Linked DNA regions of Mus musculus: region 1 is linked to region 2. A link is a contact called in public HiChIP or PLAC-seq data. All regions are on one chromosome and are shown on one strand. Each heading gives the region's core, a stretch centred on a gene start, on an enhancer-like site or on the middle of the called end of the contact. The rest is flanking DNA. Distances are from core to core; before and after follow the strand shown.

The links. HiChIP or PLAC-seq counts read pairs in DNA pulled down with a chosen protein or histone mark.
Region 1: a contact with region 2 is called in an H3K4me3 HiChIP or PLAC-seq map of embryonic stem cells, with 21 read pairs. The contact joins the promoter of BC048507 here to the promoter of Zfp748 in region 2. A contact is called at or near these places in 9 of 39 promoter capture datasets (the HPC-7 cell line, cranial neural crest, embryonic stem cells and 5 more), 1 of 484 Hi-C or Micro-C datasets (nephron progenitors), 5 of 115 datasets of contacts at active chromatin or transcription factors (embryonic stem cells, large pre-B cells and stem cell-derived neural progenitor cells) and 2 of 9 other capture datasets (adipose tissue and pancreatic islet).

What each region holds. Positions count from the first base shown.
Region 1 is chr13:67,862,023-67,865,014 of GRCm38.p6, forward strand. BC048507 (cDNA sequence BC048507) reads left to right here and starts at 1,304. Exons shown (of 1, transcript NM_001001185.3): 1 at 1,304-1,901. The coding sequence starts at 1,484. The coding sequence ends at 1,753.
Region 2 is chr13:67,551,620-67,554,419 of GRCm38.p6, forward strand. Zfp748 (zinc finger protein 748) reads right to left here and starts at 1,533. Exons shown (of 4, transcript NM_001035231.3): 1 at 1,412-1,533. The coding sequence starts at 1,417. It overlaps 9430065F17Rik (RIKEN cDNA 9430065F17 gene), which reads left to right and starts at 1,583. Exons shown (of 5, transcript NR_131100.1): 1 at 1,583-1,634; 2 at 1,955-2,010.

The DNA of each region.
Region 1 (2,992 bases), core at 54-2,553, 310 kb after region 2:
AAGTTAGAAAGGAAAAGGGGCCCAGAATGGGGAAGAGATTTGTTATTTCTGTCTGTCCTCTTCCTCTTCCTCCTCCTCTCCCTCCTCCTCCTCTTCCTCTTCTTCCTCCTCTTCCTCCTCCTCTCCTCCTCCTCCTCTTTGTTTTTGGTTTGTTTGTTTTGTTCTGTTTTGTTTCTGTTGACATAGGTTTTCTCTGTAGCCCCAGCTGTCCTAAAACTGGCTCTGTAGACCCGGCTGGCCTTGAACTCACAGAGATCCATCCACCTGCCTCTGCCTCCCAAGTACTGTGATTAGTTGAATGGGCTGCCAAAGCCAGGAAGATTGCTCTTTTCTGCTAATCAGTGGCCCCATTTACTGCTGAGAAATGATAAGAACTAAGAGCTTATAGTAGTTATAAAGTTGGGGGTATCAGGCATGAGTCACTTGCAAAGGCTCGGAAATTTTTCTTGCATATCTGTGGGTAAATCTTGCTCTCTTAACCTTGTCTGGGAACTTGCAATTAACCAGAAGCTTCAAATAAGTAAAATGGGGGGAAAAATGGTAACGTAGGTACATCCAATTCAAATTGAAATATGATCTGAATCTTTATATAATTTCATGTATTAGCCAGGGCTGTGGGCAGTGTGCGGATTTTTCTGTTGCGGGTGGTTTGAGAATGTTTTCAGCTGATGCACAGTGCCATCTTCAGGTCTGTGAACACAGCTGCGAACATGTCAGCAAGGTATGACAGCAAATGTTATGGGTTAATTGAATCTTTCAGGAATATGAACACAGAGCTCCGGCGTGTGCCCGTATTTGGAAACAGGAGCATCACAGGTATAACTAATTAAGATGAAGCCATTAGAGGTTCATCAGGTCCCGCGTGTTTAAATCAGTCTTTCTGAAGTTTCTTAGGGAAATACGCTCATTTTTCCCCCTCGTGAAATAGACACAGTGCGCCGGGCGTGGTGGCGCACGCCTTTAATCCCAGGACTCGGGAGTCTGAGTTAGAGGCTAGCCTGGTCTACAAAGTGAGTTCCAGGACAGCCAAGGATATACAGAGAAACCCCGTCTCGAAAAACCAAAAAAAAAAAAAAAAAAAAGTTTTGATTTTATTGGAGAGTAGGCCGGTTCATTTAAAATATTTCCCTCAAGCAACAGCAGTGTCTGCTGCTTCCACTGCATTTCCTCACACATGTGAATTTCTGATTCATGAAAAGCCAGGTCTCCAGGGTTCGGCTCCCCACCTCAGAGGGTCAGCGGGTAATTGTGCAGTCACAATGAGGCGGTTTCTTGCTTTTTGTGACAAAATAAACCACCTACCAAATGGCTCCTGAAGGGGTAAAGAAAAGGTAGCAAACGCATACAGTTAAATATTTAGCTAAGAGATGCGCCACGGCTTCGGCTTCAGCAGGGACCGGCTGTCTGCTGCTGCTGCTTGAGCACCGCCAGCATCTTCCCTAGGGGCACGCAGCGGCCGATTGGCCCCTGCTCCGCGGTAACCATGTGCGATCGGAAGGCAGTGATAAAAACTGTAGACATGTCGGAAGAGATGCAGCAGGACTCGGTGAGGTGTGCTATCCAGGCGCTGGAGAAGTACAGCACAGAGAAGGATATTGCGGCCCATATCAAGAAGGAGTTTGACAAGAAGTACAACCCCACCTGGCACTGCATTGTGGGCCGGAACTTCGGTAGTTACGTGACGTACGAAACCAAACACTTCGTCTACTTCTACCTGGGTCAGGTGGCCATTCTTCTCTTCAAATCTGGGTAAAAGCGTGGACTGACTGCATCCTAAATGTCAAATACCAGAGTCCGGATCTTCAGCCTTGTTAAGGGAACGCCTCGTCTGAACCTGTTGTGTTCTGTAGAGGGCCTCATTCTCTGTACAAGTTTGTGGTTATAAAATTAGTGAAACAGCTTACATTTGTATTTATTTTCTAGCCCATACTTCTGTACCCTAGTTTTTTCTCCCTTAGGTCATTCCTTTAAAAATAAATCTGGTGGAGATGCCATAAAAAAAAGAAAAAAAAAAAAAAAAGAAAAATCTTAACACGGTTGCGCATGGGAGGTGGGTGTGGCGGGGGGCGGCGGGGGGGGGGGGAGATTAAGTTCAAGAAAACAGACCAGCCCTGTTTTCCTTCCTTTTATTTATGAGTTTTGACCTTGAATAACAACTGTTGGCCTTGGAGCTATGTTTTCTCTATAAGAAATATGCATTTGTCTTTCAAATCTTTTAGGATGGTTATAAAGAGATTGAATGTAAATCCAGTGTTGTTTGTTGAAGTCTATCATAACACATGCTAATGAGATCACTCATGCCCACCGAGATAGCGTCACTGCCTGTTCAGGCCACAAGATACTTCTTATGACAAGACACTTGAGGTATCTCCATTTCAAAATATTATTAACAGGGCTGGAGAGATGGCTCGGAGCTTAAGAGCACTGGCTGCTCTTCCAGAGGTCCAGAGTTCAATTCCCAGTATCCATATGGTGGCTCAGAGTGGCTCATAAGCATCTATAGTGAGAATTGGTGCCCTCTTCTGGCCTGCTAGCATACATGCAGGAAGAATGCTGACTACACGATAAATAAATAAATAAATAATCTTTAAAAATATTATTGGCAATTTAAAATATCTTCTAGTGTGTCTTTCTTTACCCCTCCCTCCCTCCCTCCCTCCCTCCCTCCCTCCCTCCCTCCCTCCCTCCCTCCCTCACTCCCTCCCTCCCTCCCTCCCTCCCTTTTTAAAGCTGAAAGGGAGAGATTTAATATGGCCACACTGGGAAGAGGAGCAAAGAAAACTGTCTTCCCTAAGTCCATAATTGGGGATCCTAAGGTGAGGATTTCATCAATGGATGAAAGCCCCTGTAACCCTGGGAGCCACTGTCACCTACTGTATTGTCTGAGTGGCATTGTTTCTGTACTGAGAGCTAGAATGGCATCTTTCATATTTATTTCCTGTTTATACCTTGTGCCCGTTATACCTTTACCACAACCAAAGTTTTGTTCTTG
Region 2 (2,800 bases), core at 283-2,782:
AGACTCAAGAACAGAAATCTTTATAAACCAAAAGGAGAAAAATGACAAAAATCCGTGCTTCACATTTTTTATTCCTCCCATCCAAATCTATACAAATACCTTCCGTATCTTCTCTCCATGTTAACCAACAGATGTCACACAGATCACCAGGGGATGGTGAGCATCATCATCGCCATCCTGCAAACTTTCCTATCAGAGTCTTTGTAAGGACGACATGTGTAATACAACAACGTCACTATATGTGAGTTTCTAAAATGAGTAATTCCTTCCCTCATATTTTCACTTGTACAAACAAAAGACTATGTGAGCAGCCCACTGTGAAAAAACTACAGGATCCCGAGTGAACCATAGCTCTTAAAGTCATCTCTTACTCTTTTGACCCAGTATAAAAACTTGGGAGAAACGGTTCCGGACGAACTGTTTAAGGGCACTCGTGGAACACAGATCCCACAACTAGTGACAGTTTTAGACACAGTATGCAGTGGACAACGACGGGAGAAAACCATGGGATCGATCAGAGAGCACTGTAAGCATCCGGTCAGGTAGGCAGGACTATTTCTCTTTCCCAGAGAAACTCAAGCACCTCTGTCCCCTTACAGTCAATCCCTAGACACCCTTGTAGCCTCTAGCCAACTCATCTCCCACAAACTAATGGCATCATAATTCCCAATGGAATTGGATGAGTTATTCTTCTCCAGTACAGTGCAGGATCAGTAATTTCTTGTTTTGCAAAGCTAGAATCTTTTCCTTTAGGGGATCATTCTAGCTCTGCATGGGGGTGTTAGTCTGAGGATTCAGGTCACAGCAGTGATCATTAAGTATTCCTATTTAAAACGGCAGTCCATAAATCTCTGTTCCAATGAAAATGGGATTAACATCCCATGCATCAATCTCTCTCGCAAAACTCTCCGTCCTTGGAAACTAGTAACTCTATGAACTTCTATCAATACAAACTAAAAGTATTAGGCCGGCTATAAAGTACAGGAGGGGCCAGATCTCCACTTGGTCTAGGTGTCCTGAGAAAACTGACAAGCGCGGGGAAGGCGTGGGTCCATAGCCAATCTGAGATGTATGAGTCCACCACCACCACTTCCAGGTACAGGTTACGAGCAGACCCGCCTGTCCGAGCAATCCTGGATTTTCATATTCCCAATTCCTTTCTTACCAATACAGCCTCTATAAGAGACCCAGGCAGCTACTCTGAGCTCACAAGAGCGTTCACTTCCAGCACCAACCGCATGCCCTCTCCCCGGCCCCAGCAGGCTTCCAGACGCTGTGGCCCAGCCTAGGTCAGCAGGGCTCCACCAAGTCTGTTCTTCCCGCCTCCGGGCCACCCCTCCTCCGCCGCCTCCGGGCCGGACCCGCCCTCGGTCCCTCCGACCTGCAGCGGTACGCGACACCCTGGACCAACCTCCATGTCAGCGATGCAAGCCGAGCGCGGAGCAGGACCAGAGAATCGCCCAACTTTGAGAGAAAATGCACTAGTGCAGTCGCAATGCGGAAGTGCCGTTTCCACAATGGCTCCTTGTGAAGCGATCCAACGGAAGACTACACTTCCCACAAGTCTGTGCGACGAGGCGCCAGGAAAACAGGCTGGTGACGTGTGTGTTTCCTGTGTTTCTTCACCTCTGCAGGTGAGGATGGATGGGAACGCGAGCATTTTTTGCACTGGGACAGCCATAGGGAGTCGGGCTGCTTTTAAAATCCCGGGTTCACTACCGGAGATGTTTGAATGTGAGTCGAGCCTTTGACTCTAATGTTTGCTGATTATTTCTGGTCAATCTGTACTGATTTAAAACTCAAAGTCTACTTATTATGAGGTTTATTCCATATGTAAAATTCACGTTGACTCAATTTAACTTTAAAATAAATCAGCAAAAAATTGTATGGAAATGACCACTTTCTGTTAAGATGATTTTACAATCAGCCTATTTGTCACTCCGTGTCTTCGCAGATGCTCAGGAGCTTAAGACAGAAGGATGCCAAATCCAAGGATAACCTGGGCAAAAGGTACAAACTACAAAAAAGGGTTACTGAGCATCTTAGGGGTAAAGTCCCTGCTTGCCTGGGATGAAGAAGGCTTTAGTTATAAATACACCACTACAATAGACAATCTCGTCCTGTAGTTAAATAAAATAACCAGTTTGCCACAGCTGGAAAAAAAGTCTTAGTGTGAACATTGGAATCCATACAGTGTAGTGCACAGGTCAAGGTGCACAGATATGATTTAAAATTATAGAACAAAATTAAAAGCCCAGCTCTCTAGAATTCACTTGTAAAGAACTCAGAGAATCTAACTGGGAACATAGAAATAATGAATGAATGAATAAAGATAGATTGGCACCATTGGGACCTCCTATCTCCTCGTAAATATCTAGTGCTGTACTGGTCATGCCAAAGACCAAAGAACAAACCTTTTTAGAAAGAAGAGTCTGGACTCGTGACGGACAGTGGTTCACAAGGAAGCTAAATCTCAGCTGAGAAGGAAAGTCTTTTTTTTTTTTTTTTTTTTTTAATAAGAAACTTGTGTCCTGCCGGGCAGTGGTGGCGCATGCCTTTTATCCCAGCACTTGGGAGGCAAAGGCAGACAGATTTCTGAGTTGGAGGCCAGCCTGGTCTACACAGTGAGTTCCAGGACAGCCAGGGCTATACAGAGAAACCCTGTCTCGAAAAACCAAAAAAAAAAAAAAAAAAAAAAAAAAAAAAAAAAAAAAAAAGAAAGAAAGAAAGAAAGAAAGAAAGAAAGAAAGAAAGAAACTTACTTGTGTCCTTTTTTATTCTTCCCTGAAATGTTTAAGAA